4 separate regions of the Mus musculus genome follow, and regions 2, 3 and 4 are each linked to region 1. The links are chromatin contacts, called in public HiCAR-type and promoter capture Hi-C maps. All regions are on one chromosome and are shown on one strand. Each heading gives the region's core, a stretch centred on a gene start, on an enhancer-like site or on the middle of the called end of the contact. The rest is flanking DNA. Distances are from core to core; before and after follow the strand shown. Region 1 holds the start of Iqub (IQ motif and ubiquitin domain containing). Region 2 holds the start of 4930554P06Rik (RIKEN cDNA 4930554P06 gene). Region 3 holds the start of Gpr37 (G protein-coupled receptor 37). Region 4 overlaps Cadps2 (Ca2+-dependent activator protein for secretion 2).

Region 1 (2,844 bases), core at 235-2,734:
TAGTTTTCCTACTTACCTGTTTAGGTCTTTAGTATTATAAATAATTATTCTAATAGTTTTTCTACTTACCTGTTTTTTATAGAGATACATTTCCATGTGGAGTTACTTTGAAATGCTTGATTTCATAAAGCCACTAGGTGGCGACTTTGTAAAAGTGGAAGCACATTAAAAGGAACAGCCTATGACTAAGTGCAAGATGACATTTTGAACAAGACCTAAGCAAGGGCATAGATTTAGGATAAAAAGTAAAATTGGATAAAAAAAAAGCATGGATTTGTTTTTATTTTCTGATTAATACTATTTTTCTATTGCTGTTTTCATTCAGGGGACATCGACATTTTTATAGCCAAGCACGTTTATGTATTTGTGAGATAGAAAGTGTGTGTGTGTGTGTGTGTGTGCCTTTGATGTGTTAGTAACCTATCCAAGTAACCTATGTAGATAGACCATCTAAGAAAAGTACATTCTATAAAGCTAAGTTTGTAGTACATTATCAGTAAGTTATTAAGACAGGTGGTGGGTATCAAGCTACATTTAGCAGTGGAAAGAATATGAATTTTTCTGCTGCCTCTATTCCTAACCCTGGTGTTTGCATACTGCCCCTAACAGGAGAATAATGAATGATAAGCCTTTGAAAGTGATGGGGTGGGAAAGTGATGTCAGCAAATTGATGAGAGTGGATTTGTAGCAACAAGGTATAAAGAAGGCAACGGCTTTTATAATGAGGGGAATGGACTTTATAACACGTTTTTTAATTTCATTAAGCTCTTTAAATATCAAAGGATGTTAAACATAGCACATAGTAAGGGTTTTAAAAAATCTGGGCTCTCGATTCAGATTGGATTTTAATACTGGCTCTCATTTAATCTTTGTGTGTTTCATTTTTTTTTTTAAATAGTATGGCAGTGCTAATAGCAATCCTTCAATAGAATCATTGCATTGGCTATTCGAAATACAGATACGGTGCTATGCTTAATGATATTACTAAACCTTTGCTGTTATTGTGAGATAACCACATGAAATTTGTGCAGGGAACATATTTGATCCTTTCTCTAAAACTGATTTTAAGACTAAAGAACGTGGTGATAGAAAAAGCTTTGCTTCTCCTGACTTATAAAAGCAGAGTAGTTATTAATTCTTCCTGTTCTTTCTGGCTGCCAGGAAGCTAAAGGAAAGATCTTAACTGGACAAAAGAACTTAGGTAGCACACAGTTGTGTTCCTTTATAATCCCTGTCTCTCAGTGTTCACATTTGCATTTTTAAAAGAAGGTAACCCGTGAGCTTAGACTGTTTACAGGACTGCCTTTTCAGAAGTGTGAGAGAACTCCCGGAGAAAGGTTAACTTGGAATAATCTTTAGGTCTCAGTTCCTGGCGCCAAACAATCTCTACTTCTGGCTCCTCTGCTTTTGCTCTTGCTGGCTGTTTCCTTTCCCACTGCGCGGGGGCGGTGCCCTGGCAGAGGAAGCTGGCAGTTGCTAGGATACGCCAGCAACAGAACATCTAAGCAGAAAGGAGCTGCTTCCGAGGACTGGTGAAGCCTCTTGGTCTGTGATAGCTATTTCTTGAACAGGTAAGAGGACACGTTTGGCAGCCCTTTCCTAGATGGCTGCTGGTTCTAACTGGGGGTGAGCCTGGCATGCTAGGCCTTGCAGGGGTGCCGATCTCTCTTGGATACAGGGCTCTCTGGTCAGAGGACAGTGCTCCTTAACTTTACTTAAAAACAGAAAACTTACAAAGCATCACACCGCTTTTGACCCTTCTCTAGTTACCCCCCTCCCCACTGATATGGTATCTTGAATCAACAAGATCACTCTGGGAGGTTTACACCACCCCGCCTCCTGGGTGCTAAGGAGAGGAGAGTGCCCGCATCTGGTACTGGTCTATGGACACCATTTCCAGTCTGCAGGGAATTCAGCCTTTAGACTTTCCTTACCAGGAATGCTGCTTTCCTCCAGTCATTGTCTTACCTACTAACAAAAACTTCAGTAGGCCTATAAAATAAAAGACAAGACAGAATCTCTGTCTTACCAGTATTCTACATGTAGCAGGCTTTAATGGGAAGAAATGAAGTGGCAGACTTTTTATATACAATCTTAATAGCCACTGAGTTTTATTTTAAAAGTAAAATAAAGACTGAAACATATTTGAATGGATAATATATAAAAATGAAGGAAATTCAGCATCCTTGGAGATGCATGCCCTTAGCACTGGGGAGATGAGGCAGGAGGATGGCAAGTTTAAGGCCAGTCTGGGATGCATAATGAGATGCTGTGCCAAGAGGTCCATACCTCCATCCAATAGCGTGACACTCTGTCTTTGTTATTGTTCTATTGCTTTGAGGAGACACCATGACCAAGCCAACTCCTAGAAAAGAAAGCACTTAATTGGAGGCTTGCTTACACTTAGTAAGTTAGTCCCTTCTCATCATGGTGGGTGAGCATACAGGCCTGGTACTAGAGCAATAGCTGAGAGTACTACATCCTGGTCCCCAGGGAGAAAGAGGGTGGTGGGCAGAGAGGCATGAGCTTTTGACACCTCAAAGCCCACCCCCAGTGACATACCCTCTGACAAGGTCATACCTCCAAATCCTTCTAATCCTATCAAAGCGTTCCACTCCCTGGTGACTAAGGATTCAACTATATGAGCCTATAGGGGCCATTCTTCCTCAAACCACCGCATACTTTAACAATGAAACACTGAATTGTAAACATCTTAAAACCATTTCAGACCTTCCCTCCACACAAATATCAAAGGGCTGGAATACAGTGTCAAATTTTAAGAAAAGAATTTTATTTATGGACTTTAATGGAGATCTTTGTGTCTTTTCACCTAATTATAGAAAC
Region 2 (2,844 bases), core at 97-2,596, 1.3 Mb after region 1:
TTCTCCTCCATTCGCCTCCCCTGGGTGGTTGCAGCAACTTACAGATTGCCTGCCCTAGGGTCTATTTTTCTCTCTCCTAAACTTTAATAAAGTTACCCTCAAGAGTTAAAAAAAGAAAGAATGCATTAGGACAAAATATTTTTGTCTGAGAGACTCACCAATAAAACTTCCAAGTTCAGAGATAAATTTGTCAAGCTGTGACCTTGGTGACATGGAAAGAGAGAAGGCAGCTAAAGCATACAGAAGGGCAGGTTATTGTGGACTCTAGTCTCTCTGGGACAAGACAAGAAGGCACTTAGAATTAATCATGACCCTATCTTTACCTTGCAGGTTACTAGAAACTTAGTATTTTTCTCTACAAAGTGGAGTGATAATAATATTAGTAATTATGATGTCAGTAGTCTCAAACTCGTTTTCTGGCCTAAATAAGCACACATTTCTGTTGCTTGGGTTTTCTTCTCCCTTGAATTACAACTAATTCTCCCATAAACAAAAGCACCTCACTGAAAGTGCTGTCTGTGACCGGACACATTCTGATGTCTCTGGTGTTCTCAATTAAAAATAAAATGCGAAGCAAGTAGCCTGTGCTTCCCTGCAGAATCCAAATTCAACCTCTTAGGAAGGACTGACTCCTGGGATGGATTCAACCTTGGTTTTGACAGAGGAATCAGCTGGCTAACCAGAATCTAGATCTTGGAGTGGCATTCCATCTTCAGGTAGTTCTCCATAGAAACAATGTTTATATTTGTATAATTGACATGTGAAACCACAGCAGGGTATATCCATTGTAGCTTCTGGAGTTCCGGGGACTTGGGTTCGAGTTTCATGTGTACTTATTAAGTATGTCAAATCGGTTAGGTTGCCATAGCTCTTGAGATGAATTTGTCTGATCTGTAAGACACAGATAACCTGTGCTGTGACCAGGGGACACATAGATCATGTCAAAGCACTGTCACATCTAAGGAGGACTGGGGCATGATGGCATTCCTCACAAGAAGAGTAGAACCAAGGCAAGACAACTAGGAAAACAGAAGCAAACAACTAATACACGCCTCTTACATCCTATAGTGCACAGCGATTCTACTTCAAGAGCTTTACCTACATATGTACGCCCACACGCATGCAAGCATACTTATGATCACCGAGTATTATTTTAATATTTTCTGAAACAAATCCTATAGGCTTATCTTGGGGACTCAGAGTTGTTCAGAGAACTGCTGTGCTAATTTTAAAAGTGAGGTGAGTCCTTGCAGAGTGAGCTGTTGAGATGCTCAAAGATGAAAGTTAGGCCAGTCAAGGAATTTACAGAAGTCTATGATATTGTGACATCATCTGTGGACGTGGTACATTCACACCCAGCTCTCAGTGATAGAGGTTGCTGTAAGAAGGTAGTTGGTTTTCTACTAATTCTACTAATGTGTCCATTTTAGACAGGATGGAATTCATTATTTTGAGCATGGATACATACATACATTCTTATGGGCAGTAAGAAATTATGTAGATGTAACCTAAAATGTCACAAATTTCCCTGATCATAGAGGCCTTTGAACGGCAGTGAGACATCACACTGGCTAAGAGTCAGCTCTTCTGAGTCGATTGAAGGCAGCAATATGGTAGAAGTAAGAGGAGTTCTGAGGCCATCGATGAAAGGACAGAGGCTTATGAAGGGTTACAGCACGGGAGTGGAAAATGAACGACCAGATACTGCGGCTACGTTCAAGGCAAAGTCAATGAGGCCTGACAGTGGACCAACTCCTCAGTGTAAGTAACTCACAGCCTTCGACCGTAATTTCAATATCTTTGGTCTAAGAAACAGGCAGAGTAACTGTCCAGCAAGACTCTTTTCTCTTGCCTACTTGTTTTGAACCCCGCCCTCACTTTCTCCCATGCTCTTACTTGTTTGGTATATGAGGAGACAGCAACCTACAGACAGCGGATTATAAAATACAGTTGGGACTGCACGTGTAAATTGCTATCAGAGAAAAGAGGAAGCCCGAGCCAAGGACAACCGCATCTTAGATGTTCACTACCTTTGATATGAAGATCAAAAGATAGCTTCATAGCCCTGGGAAAGCCCGCAAAAAAAAAAAAAAAATCCTGTCAAGAGCGTAGAACCTCAATATGAACACCCGGAGCCGATTATCCAAGAAAGCACGTGGCTTTTGTAAGCTTCAGATCTTCTTCAAATGGATGCATGTAACCGGAACCCATCTGAGTTATGTTTGGTATCTGTGTTATGGGTTCCTTAATGTTTGTTGTGACTTAGCATATTTGAACAGTTTCTTTTGGGTTAATCGAATTTCAGGTTTAAGTACCCATCAATGCTGCACGCAACTTGAGCTAGCTCTTTTGAACTGTAATAAACCCTTATGGCACGTCAGCTGTTTCTTCTGTTACAAATCTATGGTGCAAGGGTTGGTTCTTTAGCATTGACATAGGGATTAGCGTACAGCTTTACCCGATTAAAGTAATTAATTCTTGACTAACTCCTACAACTTAAATATTTACAACTGTGTACCAAGTTCAAAGGAAAAACAAAAAGGTAAAATTTGGTGCCACCCAGTGGCAAATTCGTAAATTGCAGCCTAGAGACATTGTGAGGAAAAGAAAAAGATTTTCAAAGAGAAACTCATTACAATCCACAGACACAATGATAAGTGATTTGAAATCATAGTTAACGGAAATGCGGAATTAAAAATGAATTAAAGTATGGAATCGGGAGCATGTAGGGCTGTAAAGAAGGCTCGGCAGTGGCAAAGGCTTGTTCTTTCAGAGAACCTAGATTCGGATCTCAGCACGCTAAGCCTGACTCCAGAGCTCCGAGGGATTGATTCCGAGCCTTCT
Region 3 (2,844 bases), core at 103-2,602, 1.2 Mb before region 1:
TTTTCTACTTTAAAAGAAGAGTAATTTTATCTGTTTCCATTTTCAGTCATCCAACAAGCTGGTGCTGAACACTACCTCCCTGTGACATGTCATTTGACACTTAACCTTTGGTGAAATCCCGTATTTTAATTTTTGTCTAACTTTTTCCAAAATAGTTTTTTGTTTTTTTTGACCCTTGTCAGTTTTGTTGTTATGTCTGGTGTCTGTGCATCTGCCCATTTGAACCTCAACACAAGAAAAAAAATTATAAAGATTTTCATAGTCTACTACCCTCTCATCTCTCTCTACCTTTTTCTTCTTGGGTCCCTTGTGTGTGCACAAATTTATAACCCGTGACACTCTTTTCATCTCCAGATATTTAAGTAAGTCTCACTGTAGAGTTCCTTTTGCTATGTAAACACATATTCACAAATGACAGTGCTTAGGACGTAGATAGTTTGAGGCTCTTTACTGCAATTGTATTTTTACTGTATTTTCTATTGTGCCCTTAGATAATTCTTCTGTTGTTGCCTTTGTCTCTATCTCACATGTTTATTTCTTCCCCTTTTAAAAATTTGGTCCGATATTTGTCTGTTTTCTCAGCTATACCAAGATTGCTACACGGGGTTGTGTGTATATAAAAATTGGAAAGGCATGGGCATCGTGATGGGAGTTCGGTCCTCCTCAGTTCTCAGTTCTGAACATATCAAGGTTGCTGCGTTCCTCCTGCTCCCTGTGATCAGCTCTAACTCCACCTCCTGGTAGGATGCTTTCAAAGTCAATGTTAAAGGTAACGGGACACCTGGATCCTTCTTACCTTACAATCTACTCTCTTACCGAGTGAATGAAACCAATGAAGTCTGTTTCTTTTCTGACTCTGCTCTGGGGAATCTAAGACTGTGAATGTGTCACTATTCCCTGGGGAGTCTGAAGCCTGAGCATGCGCACCAGTTGCTACCAATTGTTGCAGATCTCAAGAGGCTTGCCCTTTCTACCTTCTCCTCCAGGGATCCCCGCCTGCACCGGGGGTCCTGAGATCCAACCCCCTCCTTAGTGGTGACAGATTAGGTCGGGTTGGTTGGACTATCTAGGGCAATAACCCATGGAGTTCACGTCCTCCTTGCCTTTAGCCGTGCAGATTCGGCGCCTCCGCCCTTGTTCCCGGGTCGCTCCTAGCTTCCTATTGAAAGCTACTGCGAACGCCTTGAATGAAACGTGTGTGGGTTTAGTGTGTGGTAAAACCACCAGGGGATCCCGTCTCTCCACAAACCAGATGCTCTGCTAGAAGGAGGACGAGAGGGAGGCGACCTGGAGTGAAGCCCGCGCAGTGGCTGAGCCGCTGGGAGAGGCCGGGCCACCTCCCCTGTCCACCATGCACCGCTCCGCCCGCCAGCAGCGGTTCCAGGCACCACGCTCTCCACCCGGGTTGCGATGGTGGTGGCAGTGACAAGCTCCTGCAGCCCACAGCACTGTGCACAAAACAGCAGCGCCCTCTCCTCCCTCTCGCTCCACTCCACGCCTTCTCAGCCCGTGCACTAGGCGCAGCCGCTGGCGCCATCCACTTGTCAACTTTGAACTGAAGGAGCAGCAACTTTGACAGTGGCCGCGGGTTTCGAATCTGGCTTCTCCTTGGCAACAGTCCCTTTGAAAGTCGTCGGAGTTAAACGAAGCAAGAGTTTCCTCTGTGCTCCGGTGGTGCCTTGTTTGCAAGGGTCCCCACCCCCCACCCCCCCGCCAGCCGAGAGTGGGATTGTGACAGCCAGTCCCCTAGTGGAGCGGACTTGTTTTTCTTTTTCTCTAGAGACCTCTACTAGCGACTGGATAAAGCAGTATGGAAAGGATGTAAATAGCAGAGCAACTGTTACCAAGAAGACAGCCACCACCCAAAGGCTGGGAGGAGCGCGGGGCTTCCTCCAGGCTGCGCCCAGTCGCAACATTAGGGAACAATCAGGTGGTGTTCGCAACTTTTCAAGGTCAGCCTCTTGGATCTGTTATTTCCCTGGGAACCTTCGGGTGCACCGAGCTTGGATTAGATTTGGCTGGGAAATGCTCAGAACATGAAACGTGGAAGGATTGTAGGGATGTGTTGATGACACCGTCCTTCCCCAAGCGCCCTGTTCCCTCCCAGCAATCTTCTGCTCCCATCCTCTACCCAGCGGTGAGTATGTGACATGTGCCTAACTCTCTGCACCAAGTTTGGCAGCAGGTGTCGGTGCTAAGCTAGAGCCAGGCTAGTAGGTGCGCCCTCGCCGAGCCATGCCAGCCCGGGGCGCGCCTCTCTCGCGCACATCGCGGCTGCTGCTCCTTCTGCTGTTTAAGGTTTCTGTCTCTGCTGCCCTGAGCTTTGTCCCTGAGCCCAGGAATGGAACTTGTCTGGGGGAGAGCTGTTCCCCACTGATCCAACGCCGCAGCAGGGATGCCCGTGGACCTGGGAATTCGGCAAAAGACGCTCTGCGAGTCCATGTGCCCAGAGAGAAACTGGAAGCAGAGGTGAGAGGGGCGACCTCTTGGGACCTCCCACCACCCAGGGGCGGTGACACAGGTGTGATTGAAGAAGCGGCGGCTGCTGGGCCCTTGGGACCTCCAACCAAGCCACCAAGTGCCTGGAGATGGAAAAGTGCCCAGGGTAAAGAACCATCCGGGCATTTGAGGAGAAGGGACCCCACGGATCCCCAACTCTTCTTTCCGACATCGGAGGGGGGAGAGATGAGTTCCAAGCGCGATGGGATTCCCCAGAGCAGGCAGGAGCACAGTGTGAAAACGGAACCCAGAGATCTTTTTTACTGGCCACGAAGAACTGGACAACTCCAGGATTCCCAACACAGGCCTTCAGCAGTACACGAAGGAAGGACCCTTGCTCCTCCA
Region 4 (2,844 bases), core at 122-2,621, 1.1 Mb after region 1:
TTTTGAATTTCCATCATTGTATTATTCAGGATGAGTCTGTTGGCTTGAAGGCTGAGGCATTTTTAGACCATGGTTATACACTTAAAATACAAGAGCTTTGCTACACAGTGGAGCCTGGTGAAAAGCAAACAGACAGATAAATCAATGCTAGCTGAAGGCAGGTAGACACAAGAACATAAATATTTAGCTAAGCAATTATTTTTAAAGGGTCTAGTCAATATTAAACCTTTAAGTGCCAAGTGTCTCTTCCTGGTCTACACTGCTGACGCAGTTCGGACTGTTTGAAGTGCTGTTTGTTTGCTTGTTTGTTTGTTGTTGAGACTGGATCTTGGTTTGTAGCCCAGGCTGGTCGCAGACTCACTGTGTGGCTCAGGTTGCCCGCTACCTCATTATCCTCCCTTCCCCCATCTTCTAAAAGTTGTGATTATACGCCACCACCTACCAGGAGAAAAACCCTCTTTATCAATGTTTTGTGTAAAAATTATTTTTACATATCAATAAAGATATTGGTTATACCCAGGAATTGTTTTGTGTTTTCTTTCAAAGAATTCTTCTAGATGTTGGCACAAAGAAACTACTATTAGTTCCTTGTATCGGGAAGTGGGTGTATAGCCATATACTGAACCACGCCCTTGCATGCTATCGACTATTTAAGTGCATGCTATCCTTGCATGCTATACCCACTATTTAAGTGGGAGGCGTTTTTCCTTATGAACCTTCACCTAGTTATATTACAACAACATCATAAATTTTAGGATTATTTTTGTGACACAAATGAAGGAATAGAGAATACCATCATTTTCTCTGGTGTTTATTTCCTTTTATTCTATTTTATTTCATATAGCCTGTGGTTACCTAATGCCAGGTTATGTCAGACCTCATAAGATTTAAGAGTGAAATGAGATTTGAGGATCAATAGGCCTTGTGTTCATGTTTTATAATGTAAACAATGAGAGCAAAAGTGGCGCAACTTTTTTAAAAATATTTGTGGCAAGCTAAAAGACATTTATAATTAATTTGTACTACATATGCTCTGGGCCAAACCCTAAGTCCAGCATTATAGCCTGTGAGGTGTCTCCGTTCTTGTAGGAAATACTTCTAGCCACTTGGGGGCACTGTTTTCAAATTTAAAGGACAAAAAGAAAAGGAGGAGAAAAAATGTTTGATTTATTTCAGTTTGAAAAGTTTCCCATTGTTCTATCTGTAACTCTAATTATATAGTTTTAGATAAAATGCCTTTTATATGTTTTGAAGTAGCTGAGGTTTTTAAATTTCTGATTAGCTATAAATTAAAACAGTGTTTCTCACACGACGCTCTCCAGAGCTAGAGCAGCAGCAACCACCTACCAGTGCTTGGCCACGCAGCTTCTCAGGCCATTCTCCAGCCTGTTGGGCTGCGGAATCCAAGGCTCCTGGTGCCCGGCAGGGTGACTTTCCACACCCTCTCCTTCAGAGATTGGCTTGCTTACTGACATTTGGTAGCCAACACATTGGAACGAATGCTGAAATGTTTTTTAGTGTTTATTTTACAATATATGCTTGGAATAATGTGCAAAATATCTGGCTTCGGGGGAGTGAAAGTCTTCTGTTGGTTTCAATATGTAGACTCTGAAGACAAGCAAATCTCCCTGTCCATAAATATACAGCTGTATGCATATGAGCTGCAACAGTTCCTGGTGGGCACCACCCTTCCCCAACCCCGCTCCAAAACATGTGATCAGGTAAAATTTGAGACAAATCTTTTGTTTTCTATCATGTAGATAAATTAGCCATTTATTTGCAAAACCTCTCTTCATGTGATAGTGTCAGAGACATGATCTGTAATTCATGATAACACTTCTTTTTTTTTTTAATTTTTTTATTAGGTATTTTCCTCGTTTACATTTCCAATGCTATCCCAAAGGTCCCCCATACCCACCCCTCCCCACTCCCCCTTTTTGGCCCTGGCGTTCCCCTGTACTGGGGCATATAAAGTTTGCAAGTCCAACGGACCTCTCTTTCCAGTGATGGCCGACTAGGCCATCTTTTGATACATATGCAGCTAGAGTCGAGAGCTCTGGGGTACTGGTTAGTTCATATTGTTGTTCCACCTATAGGGTTGCAAATCCCTTTAGCTCCTTGGATACTTTCTCTAGCTCCTCCATTGGGGGCCCTGTGATCCATCCAATAGCTGACTGTGAACATCCACTTCTGTGTTTGCTAGGCCCCGGCTAACAGTGTTTCCTAATATCTCTGGACTACATTTACACTTATTAAAAGACCTGTGATGTGTATTTGATAAATTGATCACCTGGATAAACTTTCAAGCATCTGGGAGACCATTCAGAATCTCTGTTTACAGTTAGAAAAAACAAACAAACAAACAAACAAACAAAAACTAATGGCGTAGGGAACTTCACAGTCCTTGCATTTTCTCAGCTCTGACAGCAGTACCAAGGCAGAACTCCTACACTCAGTCTCTCTAGTAAGCAGATGATTATCTTGCTCTGTTCACAAGAGTTCATCTGAACTATTTGAAGAGAATACCGTTGCTCTGAGGAAGAGACCCATCTAGAAGCCAAGACCATGGAGTTGGAACTTAGATTCTGCGCTCCCCTCTTATAGTGTTTCACCCTCCTCTTCACACCTCCTGGACCTCAGATGAGCCTCTTTGTTGTCTCTGTCTTCCGAGGATGCTCCTTGGGGGAACTGAAGGACAGTTTCTATTGAGGCAACTGAGGGAGTGATCACCCACATGCTGTAAGAATGTGCTCGGTAAGCTTGCTGTCCTTCCGGGAGATTCTCAGCTGCTCTGTGTCTTGCGATACTGTGCCCTTCACTCAAGAGGGCTGACTTTAGAAGGCA

Evidence for each region. Promoter capture Hi-C pulls out the DNA fragments that hold promoters and counts their contacts. HiCAR-type assays count read pairs that join an accessible place to other places.
Region 2: a HiCAR-type map of astrocytes shows a contact between it and region 1, with 8 times the contacts expected there. The contact joins the promoter of 4930554P06Rik here to the promoter of Iqub in region 1. A contact is called at or near these places in 11 of 39 promoter capture datasets (the 3T3-L1 cell line, 3T3-L1-derived adipocytes, cranial neural crest and 7 more), 3 of 484 Hi-C or Micro-C datasets (cerebellar granule neurons and cortical neurons) and 1 of 115 datasets of contacts at active chromatin or transcription factors (astrocytes).
Region 3: a HiCAR-type map of astrocytes shows a contact between it and region 1, with 3 times the contacts expected there. The contact joins the promoter of Gpr37 here to the promoter of Iqub in region 1. A contact is called at or near these places in 3 of 39 promoter capture datasets (the 3T3-L1 cell line, cranial neural crest and liver), 1 of 115 datasets of contacts at active chromatin or transcription factors (astrocytes) and 1 of 9 other capture datasets (embryonic stem cells).
Region 4: a contact with region 1 is called in a promoter capture Hi-C map of second pharyngeal arch cranial neural crest, with 5 times the contacts expected there. The contact joins the enhancer-like site here to the promoter of Iqub in region 1. A contact is called at or near these places in 7 of 39 promoter capture datasets (the 3T3-L1 cell line, cranial neural crest, embryonic stem cells and 3 more) and 1 of 115 datasets of contacts at active chromatin or transcription factors (astrocytes).

Annotation. Positions count from the first base shown.
Region 1 is chr6:24,513,707-24,516,550 of GRCm38.p6, reverse strand. It overlaps Iqub (IQ motif and ubiquitin domain containing), which reads left to right and starts at 1,484. Exons shown (of 13, transcript NM_172535.3): 1 at 1,484-1,571.
Region 2 is chr6:23,180,017-23,182,860 of GRCm38.p6, reverse strand. 4930554P06Rik (RIKEN cDNA 4930554P06 gene) reads left to right here and starts at 1,346. Exons shown (of 2, transcript NR_167898.1): 1 at 1,346-1,388; 2 at 1,539-2,380.
Region 3 is chr6:25,688,488-25,691,331 of GRCm38.p6, reverse strand. It overlaps Gpr37 (G protein-coupled receptor 37), which reads left to right and starts at 1,352. Exons shown (of 2, transcript NM_010338.2): 1 at 1,352-2,844. The coding sequence starts at 2,236.
Region 4 is chr6:23,461,323-23,464,166 of GRCm38.p6, reverse strand. All of the region lies in intron 8 of Cadps2 (Ca2+-dependent activator protein for secretion 2), which reads left to right. Among named protein-coding and RNA genes, the nearest start is that of Gm38775, 110 kb to the left of the region's middle. Within about 2 kb of position 1,371, at least 5 of the 459 cell types and tissues checked have an H3K27ac peak or open chromatin away from gene starts, as enhancers often do. A contact at or near this core is called in second pharyngeal arch cranial neural crest, where this site is marked.